Linked DNA regions of Sus scrofa: all the other regions are linked to region 1. A link is a contact called in public HiChIP or PLAC-seq data. All regions are on one chromosome and are shown on one strand. The core of a region is the stretch at or near the end of the contact, and the rest is flanking DNA. Distances in the headings are between cores, read along the strand shown.

Region 1 (2,593 bases), core at 55-2,554:
TCAGAAAGGCTCCCCTCCCCATCCCCTTCCCTCCCGTCCAATTCCCCTTTCTGGTTCTGGCCATCGGAAATTGACTTGGCCTTAACTGTGAACTGGAATTTCAAGGCGTCAATTCCCGTCCCCCCTCCCCCCTCCCGGCCGCCCCCCTTCGGAAACTCTTAAACCTCTCCCTACCCTACTCTCAACCATAGAGATAGATAAATGATGCAGCAGATTACACCGCTGAAAGGCGACATTTGTCCTGAGCTATTTTCACATTTTTTCCTGTTTCCGATTTGTGTGCCAGACTTTGTTTGCTTGCTTAGGACATGGAAAACAGATTTGGGCATTTCCCCCACAGTTTAATTCCAGTGGCTTTCTCACAGCAAATGAAAGTGAAAGTGCTACGTTGTAGCCGTGTTTTATCCTTAAAGTATGGACTGGCAGCTGGTGTGTAAGTAGTTGAGGGGGAGGGGGTTGGACTGGGAAGCTTGAAGAACCAGTTTTGAGGTTTTGTTTGTTTATCTTGAGATCGCAGCAGGGTTCCTGCTCCTCTCCCCCTTTGGGGGTCTGCCTTCGGATTTATTTTCGTTTGGGCAGTCATTGAGGTTTCATTCAATGTACTGTCTTAAAAAAATACACTCCACTTGTAGCTTCCCCCGGTTGCACTTTAAAACACCATCCAGTCTCATTCTCATCTGGAAATAATGCAAGCTTTTCTCTCTTCCCCGGCTCCCTCTCCTCCCCCACTCCCCCCCCCCCCTTTTTTTTTAAAGCCCCACATAACCTTAAGTCAGTAATCAGATGGAAAATGTGCTGGTCTCAGTTTATTTTAGTCTACTCTCCCTTTTGCTGGCAATATTACTCATTGAGGTATATTAAAAAAACAAAAAACAACCCCCCCCCCAAACACAGGCATTTTTTGCATGTGTAGCTACCGAGACTTGAATCTTCCATTGAAGTTTGCTATAGTTTCCTCAAAGACAGTGTTTATGTGCAACTTTTAACATTATTGTTGTGTGGACTTTAAAAAAAATACACGGAGAGGGGCACCGGAGATCTCAGTAGTGACATTAGTTCTAAAGCCATTCATCCTTCCTCCTCCTTCCCAAGAAACAACTAATCACAAACCAGGCTAGACTTTCTAAAGAGGTTAGAGGAGGAGGAGGAAAACTGGAGGAGTGGGTAAGGGCACTGAGGTTAGAAGGGCCAGAATTTCTCTCATTCACAGGGTGGAAAAGTTGACATTGTCTAAGCCCTTCTGAATGGCTGGTAGTTGGTTACCCTGATTGTACCTCTACCTCCCCTCCCCCTCCACGTGACGGCCCAGGACACATGCGCACCCGACGCAGCCCGGCACATCTGCAGACTGACGTCAGTGTGCTCTGCCTCCGAGGAAAAGCTGCCAAAATTTTCTCCTGCTGCAATTCAAGTTGGCTGGGGGCCGGTAGTGAGATCTAGGGCTACTTCAACAAAACTTTGCTGCCCTTCCTGCTCCTCTTGTCTTCTTTTCTCCTGATACCTTTTGATGCTCTTCACATGTTATTTGCATAGCAAAGGCACTAAGCTGTCCAGGAAGAGGGCACCACTTCCACCCCCAATAAGTCTTTTTTTCCCTTCCTTCCTTTCTTTTTTTTCTTTCCTTTTTTTTTTTTTTTTTTTTTTTTTGGAGGGGGGGAGTTGCGGGAGAGAAAGTGGGTTTGTAAAGACAGCATCTCAGGATGATAGCCTGGATGTATTGAAGGCATCTCTTTTTCTGCCAAGTCGGAAAGTCCGTTCTCTAAAGCCCGGGTTAGCCAGACTATAGGGTTTTATTCTGGCTGCAGAATAACTAACTGACTGCTGTGGCTTTGCAAAGGGGGGCAGAAAAAAAAGTTAAGAGAGGAGAGGGAGTACGTGAGTCGTCCAGTGCAATCTCTATTGTTTGAAACTTACTTTTTATCAGAATTTGAAGATGAAAACGGTAAGGAAGACTTCACAATATTCAATGAAACCTTTTTTTTTTTTTAAATTAAAACTTGTGCTTTGCTTGTCTTCCGAATAACGCGTAGAAAACTTTTTTTTCTGTGTGTGGTGTTTTTTTTTTTTTTTTTTTTTTTTTCTTTTTTTTTAAATGGCAATGAGTGAGCTTGACTGAACTCATTTTACAGATAGAAATCTTTTAACTCCAGACTAGTCGGGGGTTGGAGAATTGTGGGTCTTGCAAATATTTTATGATGCAAAAATATATACGTTTATTATACGAATATAGACATGTTTTGTGAAATATGACTTATGATTTTTTGTGGTCTTTAGTCACCAGATAGTAATCGGGAAAGTAGTAATGGTGTTATCTTTCTAACTGATTTCTAGTTTTCTTAAAGAAAAACCTGCATTTTATAGTTTAAAGTCAGTCTCTTAAGTAGTCAGACAAGTGCATATTTTATGCCTTGGCTCAGAGGGCAGAATTAATGTACTAGCTATAGTCCTGATGCTCTAGGATATGTTAAGCTCTTAATAGGCTAATCAAAGAGATGGAAACGTGTGTTTTTGATTTACTCTTGGCCACTTGGGACTTGCTAGACTCATAACCCTTTGGAGCCTTGAACATTAGGATATGTCTGTATATATGCTA
Region 2 (2,593 bases), core at 39-2,538, 470 kb after region 1:
GACTACAAAAGAGGAAGGGAAGAAAACAGTCCAAGAATAATAAATCTAAAACAATTATGAAAATGGCAATAAGTACATACATATCAATAACAACCTTGAATATAAATGGATTAAGTGTTCCAACCAAAAGACACAGACTGGATGAATGGATACAAGGACAAGACTCATATATATGCTGTGTAGAAGACACTACTTCAGATCTAGGGACAGATAGAGTAACAGTAAGTGAATGGAAAAAGATATTCCATGAAAATGGAAATCAAACGAAAGCTGGAGTAGCAATATTTATATCAGAAAAAATAGACTTTAAAATAAAGAATGTTACAAGAAACAAAGGATACTCCCCAACATAGGAGCATCATAATATATAAGGCAACTTCTAACAGGCATAAAAGGAGAAACTGAGAGTAATTTGGGGTACTTTAATACCCCACTCACATCAATAGATAATCCAAAAAGAAAGTCAGTAAAGAAACACAGGCCTTAAATGACACTTTAGACCAGATAAACCTAATTTATATTTATAGAACATTCCAACTGAAAGCAGAAAAATACATATTCTTCTCAAGTGCCCATGGAATGTTCTCCAGGACAGATCACATCACATCCTGGGCCACAAATGAAGCCTCAGTAAATTTAAGGAAATTGAAATCATAGCAAGCATTTTATTTTTTTCTGATCACACTATGAGATTAGAACTCAACCACAAGGAAAACAACAACAACAGATGGAAGCTCAGGAATATGCTACTAAACAACCAATGGATTACTGAAGAAGTCAAAGGGGAAATAAAAAAAAGCCTAGAAACCAATGGCAATGAATATATGACAATCCAAAACCTATGGGAGCACATCAAAAAAGTAGATTTAACACAAAAGTTTACAGCAATAAAATATCACCTCAGGAAATAAGAAAAATCCCAAATAAAAAATATAACCTTACACCTACATCAAAAAGAGAAAGAAGAACAAACAAAACTCAAAGTTAGTAAAAGGAAAGAAATCATAAAGATCAGAGGAGAAATAAATGAGATAGAGACAAAATAACAGAAAAAGATCAATGAAATTAAAACTGGTTCTTTGAAAAGGTAAACAAAATAGACAAATCTTTAGCCAGATTCATCAAGACAAAAAAGGTAGAGGGCTCCAATCAATAAAATTAGAAATGAAAAAGGAGAAATTACAACTGACACCACAGAAATACAAAGGATCATGAGACTACTACATGGTGTTCCTGTTGTGTCTCAGTGGGTTAAGAACCCAGTGTAATCTCTGTGAGGATGTGGTTTGATCCCTGGCCTTGCTCAATGTGTTAAGGATCCTGTACTGCAACAAGCTATGACATAGTTAATAGATGCAGTTCAGATCCAGTGTTGCTGTAGCTGTAGTGTAGGACTGCAGCTGTGGCTCCAATTTGACACCTAGCCAGGAACTTCCATATGCGAAGGTGCATCCATAAAAATAAAATAAGAGAGACTTACTATAAGCAACTGCAAACAAAATGGACAACCTAAAAATTGCCAATAAAATGGACAACCTAGAAGAAATGGACAAATTCTTAGAAAGGTAAAACTTTCAAAGCCTGAACCAGGTAGAAAAGATGAACAGACCTACCACAATTAATGAAAGTGAAACTGTGATTTAAAAACCTGCAAAAAACAAAAGTCCAGGACCTGATGGCTTCACAGGTGAATTCTGTCATTTAGAGAAGAGGTAACACCTATCTTTCTGAAGTGCTTCCATAAAAATTACAGAGGAAGGAACACTTCCAGATTCATTCTATAAGCCACCATCACCCTGATACCAAAGCTAAAGACACCAAAAAAAAAAAAAAAAAAAAAAAAAGAAAATTACAAAAAAACCCAACAACCAAAACCAGGAGTTCCTGTTGTGGTTTAGCAGTAATGAACCCAACTAGTATCCATGAGGAGGTAGGTTTGATCCCTGGTCTTGCTCAGTGGATTAAGGATCTGGCGTTGCCATGAACTATGATGTAGGTTTGCAGACACGGCTTGGATCCCACATTGCTGTGGCTGTGGCATAGGCTGGCAGCTGTAGCTCTGATTTGACCCCTAGCTTGGGAACTTCCATGTGCCACAAGTGTGGCCCCAAAAAGCAAAACAAAAACAACCCCCCAAAAAACCAGGCCAATAAGATACAGAAATTCTCAACAAAATAGCAAACCAAATGTAGCAATACATTAACAGGATCATACACAATGATAAAGTGGGATTTATTCAAATGCAATGATTCTTCAATATCCACAAATCAATCAGTGTGATATACAATAACAAATTGAAGAAAAAAACCATATAGTCATCTGCAAAATGCATATTTTGACAAAATTCAATACCTACATATGATAAAAACCCACCAGAAACTGGGCATAGAGGGAACTGACCTCAACATAATAAAGCCCGTGTATGACAAACCCACAATTAATGTTATTCTCAATGATGAAAAGCTGAAAGTATTTCTGCTAAGATCAGGAACAAGACAAGAATGTCCACTTGTAGTCAACATAGTTTTGGAAGTCTTAACTACAGTAATCAGAGAAGAAAAATAAAATAAAATGAATCCAAATTGGAAAAGAA
Region 3 (2,593 bases), core at 68-2,567, 430 kb after region 1:
GTGCCAGCATCATTAAGTAAAAGTTTTTACTGGTGATTTAAAAATACAAAGTTAAGACCACAGCACTAAAGATAAAGAACTTTTACACTTTCAGATTGATTGGTTTCATCAGCCATTTGTTCTTGCCTCTTCAGAGATGAACAGCTGGTTCCTATTGACAAACCATTCACATACTTAAAGAACTTAAGTGGCTTCTGAGCCTATTTTAACTGAATAATCTCAAGTGTATTATCCATTTCTTAAATATAGTTTGAGGATAAGGCAAGGAGCTAGAATCAGTTATTCATTCAACAAACATCGAAGCCTTTTTTTTTTAATGTGCGAGATCCAATGTCAGACACCAGGGAAAGGAAGCCAAATATGATTCAGGTCTTGCTCTCCTAAAGTGCAGTTTTTTAGGGAGTTGAACACACAGACTGGCACCAGAACAAATGAACATTTTGGAACTGCCTGCGAAGTCTGAGGCAGCAATAAGAAGAGCATCCTCTGACAGAATGTTCTACAAAGAGCTCTCATGTCTGGTATTATCTTCACAATAACATCTGGGGTAGGCAAGAAAGATGTTTTATAACCCCCATTTCACAGGCAACCTGAGAGCCATGGCCAAGAAACTTGTAGCTGGCAAGCAGCTGATCAGGTACTTGATTGAATGTCTTCAGAGATAACAAACTTTCATCTTGTGAAGATGTATTTAACTTTAGGAGTAAATCAAAAGTTAACTTAGCACTAAGTCTAGTGAATAGGATAAAAAATCAGACTGGGTAGTGCTTTTTTTGGAATACAAAATATTGAAAATGCAACTATAAAGAGAAAATGCAACTATTATTTGTGTGGCTCCCAGGCTGGTCTTCAAAGCAATTACAAAAGTTTCAAAAATGTCTTGAGCCATGTGGGAGTCGCTTTGGGAAAAGGCACCTCTCTATTAGGTGAACACTTGATAAGAAAAAAAAAGCAATTAATTTTCATTGTAAATCTGTATCCCTCTACTGCCTTTAATCATTACTCTGTGGAATTAGTCCCAGTTTCTCCTTATACTTCCCAATATGAGGATGCTACCTAGGGACACTTCATTCAGCTGGAGGTCCCAGAGGGCAGAGCCAAGTGCCCACAGCCTGCCCCTGTAAGGGTGGATGTCTGGCAGTCTCTTCTCAGGCTTCAGATTACTAAAGGAGTGCTTTGTGATTGATGATGATATTCAGGTCTTTTCTGTTACATATATTTTTCAAAAATGCAGATTGAGCCATGAAGACTGTTCTGTTTTGAATCCTTCAGTGGTTCCCCATTATCTAAATAGTGAAATCTAAATTTCTTATGTAGCCTCTATGATTTGGCTTTTGTTCCTCTTTCTAAGCTCCTATGTCATTTTTTATATCTTAGGTTCTAGACATCCTGAATTGCTTGCAATTTCCTGTATAGAACCTTTCTCTCTTGCCTCTGTGCTGCCTCTTTATGTTGATACACTTCTCTCCCCTCTATTAGCTGAGGCATCTCCTCTGGGAACCCGTCTCAGATTCCTTTCCTGGCCTGCTCTGCTCTTTTTTCAGCAGGGATAAAGTCTTCTCCAGCCCATCTCTTTAGTCTCCCTCATTAGACCTCAGATGGCCCTATTTTATTGCTCTTTGTACCAGCACTGGTCACCAAGGCTTGGCAAATGCTGAGCAAACAAAATTTCTGGGTAGCTAGTAACCTCTAAAAACCTGGTTTTGTTCACCTTTGTCTTTGAATATTAATATATAATTGCAAAATACTTGGCAATTAGAGTTGACCCTTGAACACCCAAGTTGGAAATGCGTAGGCCCACTTTATACGTGGATTTTTTACAAGAGGAGGTCCTACACCACCATATGTTGGTTGGTTGTGCAGGTGTGGAACCACAGATAGGGAGGAGCCAGATATGTGGAGGGCTGACTATAGTTATAAGTGTATTTTTGACTGCATGCAGGGTGGTCTTCCTAAACCTCCTCAGTGTTCAAGTGTCAAGTGGATGTTTGTAAACCCCTTCAGTTCTCCAGGTAACTCTTCTTTCAAATTGCACAGTACCAGAGAAAAGGCTAATATTTGAAGACCTAAAGCAAAGTATTTCCACCACCACTAAATTTGTGCTATGAAATTCCAACACATCTTTCTCAACTGGCCATTTAAACTGCCTAATGATTCCCAGCCTTTGAGGTATAAAGTAGGGAAAATTGTGCATATATTGTCCTCAGCCTTCCTCTACTTGAGCTGAAATGCCTTGCCTTTGTTTGTGAAATTTTGTCATCTACATAATTTGTCTTCTGTATACTGTGTTGACAGTTTCTCATTTCTCTGTTCTGTTAGAATTCTTAGGAAATTCAACTCAATAAATTCTGCTTATTAAATTTGTCATTCTTAAGGGACTATGGATCAGCAACTTAAATTATCTGGTTTAAGGTTTTTTTTTTCTTTTTTTTTAATGTGTGTGTGAAGGAGGGGGAGGCCTTGAAAGGAGATTTGTATTTGAAAAGCAAAACCAGGCTTTTTTTGTTTTTAAAGAAAAATTTCAGCAAGACAAAACAATTTTTGAGTTTAACCCACATTTGATCCTTTGAAAGAACCACACCCTGCTCTGTAT
Region 4 (2,593 bases), core at 58-2,557, 390 kb after region 1:
TGAGAAGGTGGTGAGAAGTGGTTAGAACCTGGACAGATTTTTAATACCAAGCCAGCAGCACTTTCTGATGGGTTGGATGTAGTGAGCAAGAAAGAAAGGAATGAAAGAATACCACCAAGATTTGTGGTTTGAGCTATTAAAAAGATGGATTGCCATTCACTAAGATGTAAAAGACTACTGGAGATTTAAGGAGTTTAGTTTTAAATATTAGGTTTGAGATCCTTATTAGATAACCAACTTGAAAGTTGGACGTACGGGTTCCAGTTTAAAAGAGAGATCCAAAATAAACACATAAATTTTGTTATGTTTGGGGTATATAGGTGATATTCAAACCAGTGAGAAAGGATAAGTTCACCAAAAGAATTAGGATAGAGAAGAGGAACAGTTATGTTTAGAAATTAAGCATAAGGAGGATAATTGTAGTCAGTAATCAAGATTGACATCAGCAGTAATAAGACATATCGACATCATACACCCCTGGATATGATGCATCGAGTGTGACATCACTTTTGTGGCATTTTTGTCAAAAAGTACATAATCTCAATCTACCCATGAGAAAACACTAGACAAATCCCAAACTGAGAGACATTCTACAAAGTAACTGACCGATACTCTTCAAAAGTAAAAGACAATGCATGACTGACAAATTGTCACAGATTAAACTAAAAAGTCACATCAACAAAACATAATGTGGGATCTCAGATTGGATCCTGGAACAGAAAAGGATGTTAGTGGCAAACTCATTGAAATTCAAATATAGGCTGTAGTTTAGTTAGGAGTATGGTACCATTGTGATTTTCCTAGTTTTGATCATTGGACTATGGTTATATAAGGTGTTAATATTAAGGGAAGCTGGTATAACGCAATGGAAGAACTCTTGTTTTATTTTTACAACGTGTCCATAAGTCTAAAATTATTCCAAAAGAAAAAAATGAAAGAAAATTAAGTTTAAAGCCTTTAGGCACATATTTCACCACCACCCCCGCCCCCATCCCCCACAGATGTGGCTGCCTTCACATCCAGCAATAGAGATACCAGGGAAATAGGCAGGGCCATCCTACAGGGTCTTCAGACTATGTTAAAGACTTTGAACTTTCCTCTAAGAGCCAGTGAAGGATTAGGCAGGGAATGCAGAGGAAGATGGGAAACTAGACATGTTTGTTTTAGGCAAAAAGAGACAAGAAAACAGAATAAATACTGGGTTAGGCCCACATTCAGGCAAACACCCAGTTACTCTCAATTATTCATCCTGTTCTCCAAACAGAATTGACCATGAGTTAGTTCATGACTCACAAGGGTGTTAGCACATTGTAACGTCTGGCTGGGAAGATTGCTTAAATCCCGAAGGATTATCCTTGAGGAGCCTTGCAGCGTCCTGTTTTCTCCTGGCACTCCTGCAGTTCAAGGCACAACTGTGGAGGGGATTTTTAGCTCGTAGGCCTGAGAGGTGAACTGTGTGTGCATTACAGCTGAGCCTCCCTGTCTGGAATGATTCCAGAACAAAGACTGTAGTTGGATTGAGATATCATCCACTGCAGTGAGTGAGGAAATGACCCTCTAGGAATGAGGAGACAGCTCCTTCTGTGCCCTTCTCAGCTGGCTCTGCTGGGGGGAGGGGGTTGTGGCAAAGTGGGGTGGGGTGGGGAGTATTAAAGCTTTTATCACATCACATTTCCCAAGGGGGTTGTAGAGCAGTTGGAGATGGTGACTGGGAAGTGCTAATTATAAAATTATGTATTCAATATTAGCCTAGGAAAAATAGTAAAAAATGTCTCATAGAGAAGACAGAAGGGTTTCCTGAATCTGGAGAGTCTGTGCCTTTGCCCAAAGAAAGGGTGAACCGAGGAAAAAAGTGTGCCTTTAACCTCCCTGCTGTCTTATGGGGAGCAGAGAAACAGGAGAGTCTCAGGAGTTTTGTGGGGTATTGCCACTACCTTCCCCAACACCAGCCTGCTGTCATTGCTGGGCTGGCAAGAAACTGCAGGTCAGCCTCAATGGCTGGCTGTGCTCTAGAAACTCTGAAATCATGCAGCCCAATACCCTGAGGCTTGAATCCTACAAAATGTGATTATTAACAGTTACTGTTGATTTCTGAATACTTGCTGCATGCTAGGCTCTTTATATAACCGTGGTTAATCCTTTCAACCACCCTTCAAAGTAGTCACTCTCATCTTCATTTTACAGGGAATATTCCTGGTGAGGACTGGAGGCTTAGCTTGTCTGAGGTCACACAATGGCGTGTGGCTGAACCAGGATTTGAATCTAGGTCTGGCTTCCCAGTTTGGAATGAGCCCGCAGTGCCAGGAGTGAGGACTCCTCCGGGAAGTGACATGACTTGCCCTGACTGTCACCCCCACCGTGGCCCAACTTTATAGACACACCAATGTACACAATTTCAGGAAATCTCACTAGGGATGTGAACTCAGCAGCTCATGACTCATGGGGCTGAATTCAGGGGAGGCTGCCTTATGTTGCTGCTGCAGCCAGTTTACAGTAACTGAGGTCTGTGAAGAGGTAGAAGGAGGGGTGCGAGGAGCCACGACTGGCACACCTGAGCTCCTGATGCTGGAAGAGCTTGAGGACGCTCTGTCAG
Region 5 (2,593 bases), core at 44-2,543, 360 kb after region 1:
TCTCAGAGGTAGGCCTTCCCATCTGCCTCTTGGTGGGGCTCCTCTCTCCTGAATAGTGTGCACGGCTTTAGGGCAGTGAGTGGAAGACACTCATGGTGGTCCTGAGACCCTGATGTTCATCAGGGGGGCGGGCCACACAAGCCTTGCTCCTGAATTCTTAGCGCTCAAACAAATCAGCTACCTGCAAGAATCCAATTAATCAGACTCTGTGGTAGGAAGAGGTGAGAATAGAAAACTCAGATGTCTTCAAAGTATTAAGCAAAACAAATTGCCTATCTGTTTCTGTCTGTGGCATCAGGGGTCTGCTTTAAGCCAGGGGTTGGCAAGCTGTGACCTTCAGCCTACTTTTGTACAGTCCAAATCTAAAAATGATTGTTTATATTTTTAAAGCATTGTTAAAAAAAAAAAAAAAAGCCACTGAAAGCAAAGGAGATAGAGACTGCATGTGGCCCATGAAACCTAAAATATTTACTATCTGGCCTTCTACAGAAAAAATATCTAAGTTAGCAGGCTGAGATGATGAAAAAGTTCTCATTTCTCATTGCCATATCATTTCTCTTTGCCTTTCAAGTCCATCTGTCCCCTCTCCCCAGGAGAGGACTTTGGCTTTGACTCAAGGGACCAGATGAGACCCATGCGTAGCTGGGATTTCCTGCACCTCCTCCAGGAAGGCCTTACCATAGTCCAATGCTGCCTTACCTTGTGTTCAGTAGGTGAGTGGATGCAGAACCAAGGGCTTACAAAAAGTGAGATTGAACACAAATTAGAACAATCCCCTCTAACTCCCCAGACATGACAGGGTGTCCAGAGCAGTCCAACCTCTCAGAGAGCACACATGTTTATCAGATCTGCTGAGCCATTTGATACTTGGGTGTTTTTCTTCCAATACCTTTCTTTAAGAGCTGGCTTACCTCCAAGGTTTGGGGAAGATAAGATTCTGAATTAATTCCTAAAGTTTCTGGTTAGATAGAGACTGCCCTTCAATCCAGGTTCTTCCTCTTTGTTCTTTGATCTGAATCCCAGGAGAGTCTTGAGTGTTTCTCCTGCTGCTGCTTTGTCTGAATTTTGCCAGTCAGCTCTGTAGGTTGGTTTCCAGGGGTTGGTGTAGAGGGGAAGTGCCCCCTTTGTCTTGCTCTCTTTTTGGACCAGACTTTCTGTCCTTGAAGGAACACAACCCTCAAGGCTAATGTGCTCCCCCTGAGGTAGGTATTTCCCCACATAAGTGGACTGAGCAACAAGCCTAGGATTTAAACAAGCTCCAGGGTTGGCATCTGTCATCATTTCCTTGTGACTCTCATTTCCTCCACCCTTAGTCATCCTTACTCAGGCTCTCATTATCTCCCACTGAGACCAAGGTAGTGGCCTCTTAACTGGTGACTTGGCTCCAAAGCCAACTCAGGCTACTCTACATCTTGCTTCTCGGGAGCTGAAAACCTGACCATGTCACCAAAGGCCGGAAGCTTTCTTTTGGTTCCCCATCGCCTATAGAATAAAAGTTCAACTCTGTTGCAGCATTTTGAGATCTCCCTACTTTTTTAGTAGCTCTTCCTACTTCCTTACTTTTCCTTATTCTTCAACCATGGTTACTGAGAAGCATGTTGTTCCTTAAGCAGATTGTGTCACACACCCATGCCTGAAATTCCTGGTTTGCTTCACTAATAACTAATCATTTTCAAGTTGACAGGTCAAGGGTTGTATTAAGGATTGAATTGTGTCCCTCCCCTAAAAAGATGAAGTCCTAACCCTGAGTCCCTGTGAATGTGACCTTACTTGGAAATACAGTTTTTGTAGATGATCAAGTTAAGATGGGGTCACTAGAGTGAGCCTTAACCCGAAACAACTGGTGTCCTTATAAAAAGGGTACATTTGGAGGTATATAGACTTGTAGAGAGGAAAGACAACATGAAGACCCAGGGAGAACATCACATACAAGCCTAGGAATGACTGAGGCTGCCAGAAGCAAGGAGAGAGGCATGGAACTGATTCTCCTTCACAGCCCTCAGAAGCAACCAAGGCTTCTGACACTTTGATCTTGGATTTCTAGCCTCCAGAACTGTGAGAAAGTAAATCCTTTCTTTTTTTTTAATTGAAGTGTAGTTGATTTATAATATATATCATGTTTCAGGAGTAAAACACAGTGGTTTAGTTATACAGATATATTCTTTTTCAAATTCTTTTCCATTATAAGTTATTATAAAATAGAGTATAGTTTTCTATCCTGCAGAGTAGGTCTTTGTTGGTTATCTATTTTATATATATCCCAAACTCCTAATTTGCATTTCCTCCCACCAGTGTTTTCCCTTTGGTAATCATAAGTTTGTTTTCTATGTCTATGAATCTTTTTCCGTTTTGGACATAAGTTCATTTGCATCTTTTTTTTTTTAAGATTTCACATATAAGTGATATCATATGATGTTTGTCTTTCTCTGACTTACTTCACTTAGTGTGATAATCCCTAGGTCTATGCATGTTGCTGCAAGTGACATTTCATTCTTTTATGGCTGAGTAATATTCCATTTCATTCCTTTATGGCTGAGTAATATACCATATCTTCTTTATTCATTCATCTGTTGATGGACATTTAGGTCGCTCC
Region 6 (2,593 bases), core at 30-2,529, 280 kb after region 1:
TTTCCATTGAAGAGATTACTGTTCCTATATAATGAGTACTAGAAATTCCTTCCAGAAATAGTGTGATTTCATATAAATGCATTGTATGTATTCTTCATCCTACCTTACCATCACTAAACACAATTACTCTAGAAATGTATATATTTTAAAGCCACATTTCCCTTTTCTTAATCCTGCTTCCTGGAGAGTTTAATTTTGCTAAAACAGAAGGGAAGACACTGGAAAGGCAGAGGAAGAAGGCCTTTGGAAGATTAAAAACTAGCAGGACGTTCTTCAGAGGAAGGAAGCAAATGGGTGGAACTGATTGGTACCCTGATGCCAGCTGTTAGATCCAAGGCAGATGGGCTTTGCTCTGCCCTCCAAAGCTTATGTCTGGCCAATAATCACACAGCACAGCAGCCAGATTCCAGCCATGAAAGGCAGAGCAGAGAGACCTTTTTTTTTTTTTTTTTTTTTTTTCCTGGCGCTTGCTTTCTGGATGCTATCTGCACTGAAGATTTAGATTAAATTAATATTGTTGGCCATATGCTCTGTATTCTGTGGTTATGTAGTGTTGTCTTGGTTGCTAACTACTTTGAATGCTGTGGTTAAGCAAATTTTTGCCTTAGCCACCAACCACATTTTTACTATAAGCTCTGACTTATTAATCCCCACCCCCTTCTGAAAACTGTTTCTTGGGTAGATAAGATGTGCTTTGCCAATAGATTAAATTTTCTTGATGTTTATTAGGCCATCAATCCCAGAGTTACACCTTCCTCTCTTTCTTTCCTTCACTGACTTACCCACATGTGGTTATAGACTGTTTTCTTACCAATTTAATGGTCCAGGACTGAAATGCTGGGTCTTATGACTAGATTTGAGAAGACCTAGAAGGCCTTTCTTCTGCACTTGTCCCACATCCTTGTTGGTTTAATACATAGAATTCCTTTCAAATGAAATTTAAGTGGTAATTTTTGTTCATTGAGTGCCCTATCTCTCTACTTTTAAAGTGATGAAGTGCCCTGAGAAAAGCAATAAATTGCTAAATATTGTTACACATGAATTTATAAAATGATTTAATTATCTGAAAGAAGAAAGATGGGACATGAGAACTTTGATTAGCTTATAAGAGTAGAGGAGGAACTGAAAAGCAGGCAAGAAATGAAGAGGAGCTATGGTCTGAGCCTACACTCAAGACTGGCAGCTGTTGAGCAAAAGACTGAGTATTCTTGAACCATGACCATTTCTTAGAGTAAGCATAGCAGATGGACTTGCCTACAGCTTGGTAGACTTCTTGCTCATTGTCCTATGGAATAAGCTATTTCACAATAAATACTAAAAGCCATTTCTTCATGTGTAGCTTGAGCAGTGATTCAAGTTGGGTTGTCCTTCCTCCCAGTGGACAACAGAACCTTTGTTGAGCAAATAGATCATCTGTAACTTTTAACTTTTATTGTCAGAAGCTAAAGGTAAGATCTGACAAATTTAAACTTCCAGGCTAAAAATAAAGGCTACATTTCCATGTTGAGAACCATCTTTGGTAACAAAGAATCAAAATGATAAGCAAATTAAGTCTCTAAACAAGATACACTCATTTTAGAGAGTTTAAAGTGAAATATATATTGATAATAGCATCTTTGTAATTAAATTTCTAATATGAAACCATTAAATTTTTTCAAGCATGGAAGAGGAATTGCCTTTAAAAACAGCATAGGTACAGAATTTGTGTGCCAGTAACTTAGGTGTTTAAGAATAAAATATAATTAGTGCATTTTAAAATTTGACTGATTAAGTCTGCTAAACATCTGCTTCTCTCCGGGGGATATGGGCACTAAGCCATCAGAATTTTGTTTTTGATTAGGCATATACTGACTGACGTTTTATGTTTTGGGTTATAAACTGTAAGTCTTTAGGTTCGAAAGCATAGTGGTTTTGTGTAACTGGATGTAATTATTCCCAAAAGGATTTAGGTCAATTTCTTAGCAATGTTTTACAGATTACTTTAAAAGAAGCTGTGTACAAGAGGCTGATCATAGTAAAAGATTCTAAACTCAATCATTTCTCTTGTTGACTTAGTTTATATTATTTCCAATTGACTTGTGTTTTCTACTCTTTAATGCTAAAAGCTGGATTTTCCTTAATCCAAAAGTATGTGTTGAAAAATCCATCCAATTAGGTGCATTGGTTTAGAGTTACTCTGTTGCCACTGACTTAAAAAAAAAAAAGAAAAATCTATGGACCTGCCAAATGTGAGAGTAAAAGTTGGAAGGAGATTTGTATGCTGTTGATGGAGATAGTTCAGCATTTTAGGAAGATTTGGAATAGATTACTGGTATAGTAAGTTTTTGAGTGTTAAATACCCCACTGTCTAATATGACTTTTTAGGAGAAAATTAATAAAAGATGAATGCAAGGAAAATACATCTTTTTAAAATAGTTATTTCAGCTGTTTATTTAAGGACTTTAATTTTTACTTCATAAAAAGATAGCATTCTGAAGTTAGGAAACTTAAATGCACCCCAAATACCCTAATTTCTAATTTTTAAGAAGCTGGAGTCATGACGAATTAAGTGAATTCGAGTTACAACTCTTAGCACTTAGCTTAATACCTCATA

The links. HiChIP or PLAC-seq counts read pairs in DNA pulled down with a chosen protein or histone mark.
Region 2: an H3K27ac HiChIP or PLAC-seq map of alveolar macrophages shows a contact between it and region 1. The contact joins two enhancer-like sites. A contact is called at or near these places in 1 of 5 promoter capture datasets (fetal skeletal muscle) and 1 of 2 datasets of contacts at active chromatin or transcription factors (alveolar macrophages).
Region 3: an H3K27ac HiChIP or PLAC-seq map of alveolar macrophages shows a contact between it and region 1. The contact joins two enhancer-like sites. A contact is called at or near these places in 3 of 5 promoter capture datasets (fetal skeletal muscle, liver and skeletal muscle), 1 of 47 Hi-C or Micro-C datasets (heart right ventricle) and 2 of 2 datasets of contacts at active chromatin or transcription factors (alveolar macrophages and skeletal muscle).
Region 4: a contact with region 1 is called in an H3K27ac HiChIP or PLAC-seq map of alveolar macrophages. The contact joins two enhancer-like sites. A contact is called at or near these places in 1 of 5 promoter capture datasets (fetal liver), 1 of 47 Hi-C or Micro-C datasets (embryonic fibroblasts) and 1 of 2 datasets of contacts at active chromatin or transcription factors (alveolar macrophages).
Region 5: an H3K27ac HiChIP or PLAC-seq map of alveolar macrophages shows a contact between it and region 1. The contact joins two enhancer-like sites. A contact is called at or near these places in 2 of 5 promoter capture datasets (fetal liver and fetal skeletal muscle), 2 of 47 Hi-C or Micro-C datasets (embryonic fibroblasts and fibroblasts) and 2 of 2 datasets of contacts at active chromatin or transcription factors (alveolar macrophages and skeletal muscle).
Region 6: a contact with region 1 is called in an H3K27ac HiChIP or PLAC-seq map of alveolar macrophages, with 7 times the contacts expected there. The contact joins two enhancer-like sites. A contact is called at or near these places in 1 of 5 promoter capture datasets (fetal liver), 5 of 47 Hi-C or Micro-C datasets (embryonic fibroblasts and liver) and 2 of 2 datasets of contacts at active chromatin or transcription factors (alveolar macrophages and skeletal muscle).

What each region holds. Positions count from the first base shown.
Region 1 is chr16:44,018,437-44,021,029 of Sscrofa11.1, reverse strand. The region is part of intron 10 of CENPK (centromere protein K); the gene reads left to right. Among named protein-coding and RNA genes, the nearest start is that of ADAMTS6, 8.9 kb to the right of the region's middle. Within about 2 kb of position 1,304, at least 73 of the 83 cell types and tissues checked have an H3K27ac peak or open chromatin away from gene starts, as enhancers often do. A contact at or near this core is called in alveolar macrophages, where this site is marked.
Region 2 is chr16:43,547,221-43,549,813 of Sscrofa11.1, reverse strand. The region is part of intron 13 of CWC27 (CWC27 spliceosome associated protein homolog); the gene reads right to left. Among named protein-coding and RNA genes, the nearest start is that of CWC27, 200 kb to the right of the region's middle. Within about 2 kb of position 1,288, at least 1 of the 83 cell types and tissues checked has an H3K27ac peak or open chromatin away from gene starts, as enhancers often do. A contact at or near this core is called in alveolar macrophages, where this site is marked.
Region 3 is chr16:43,584,440-43,587,032 of Sscrofa11.1, reverse strand. All of the region lies in intron 13 of CWC27 (CWC27 spliceosome associated protein homolog), which reads right to left. The region is part of intron 2 of LOC110257245 (a long non-coding RNA gene); the gene reads left to right. Among named protein-coding and RNA genes, the nearest start is that of CWC27, 240 kb to the right of the region's middle. Within about 2 kb of position 1,317, at least 4 of the 83 cell types and tissues checked have an H3K27ac peak or open chromatin away from gene starts, as enhancers often do. A contact at or near this core is called in alveolar macrophages, where this site is marked.
Region 4 is chr16:43,632,640-43,635,232 of Sscrofa11.1, reverse strand. The region is part of intron 2 of LOC110257245 (a long non-coding RNA gene); the gene reads left to right. Among named protein-coding and RNA genes, the nearest start is that of CWC27, 290 kb to the right of the region's middle. Within about 2 kb of position 1,307, at least 13 of the 83 cell types and tissues checked have an H3K27ac peak or open chromatin away from gene starts, as enhancers often do. A contact at or near this core is called in alveolar macrophages, where this site is marked.
Region 5 is chr16:43,658,256-43,660,848 of Sscrofa11.1, reverse strand. The region is part of intron 2 of LOC110257245 (a long non-coding RNA gene); the gene reads left to right. Among named protein-coding and RNA genes, the nearest start is that of CWC27, 310 kb to the right of the region's middle. Within about 2 kb of position 1,293, at least 6 of the 83 cell types and tissues checked have an H3K27ac peak or open chromatin away from gene starts, as enhancers often do. A contact at or near this core is called in alveolar macrophages, where this site is marked.
Region 6 is chr16:43,741,942-43,744,534 of Sscrofa11.1, reverse strand. The region is part of intron 19 of ADAMTS6 (A disintegrin and metalloproteinase with thrombospondin motifs 6); the gene reads left to right. Among named protein-coding and RNA genes, the nearest start is that of ADAMTS6, 270 kb to the left of the region's middle. Within about 2 kb of position 1,279, at least 4 of the 83 cell types and tissues checked have an H3K27ac peak or open chromatin away from gene starts, as enhancers often do. A contact at or near this core is called in alveolar macrophages, where this site is marked.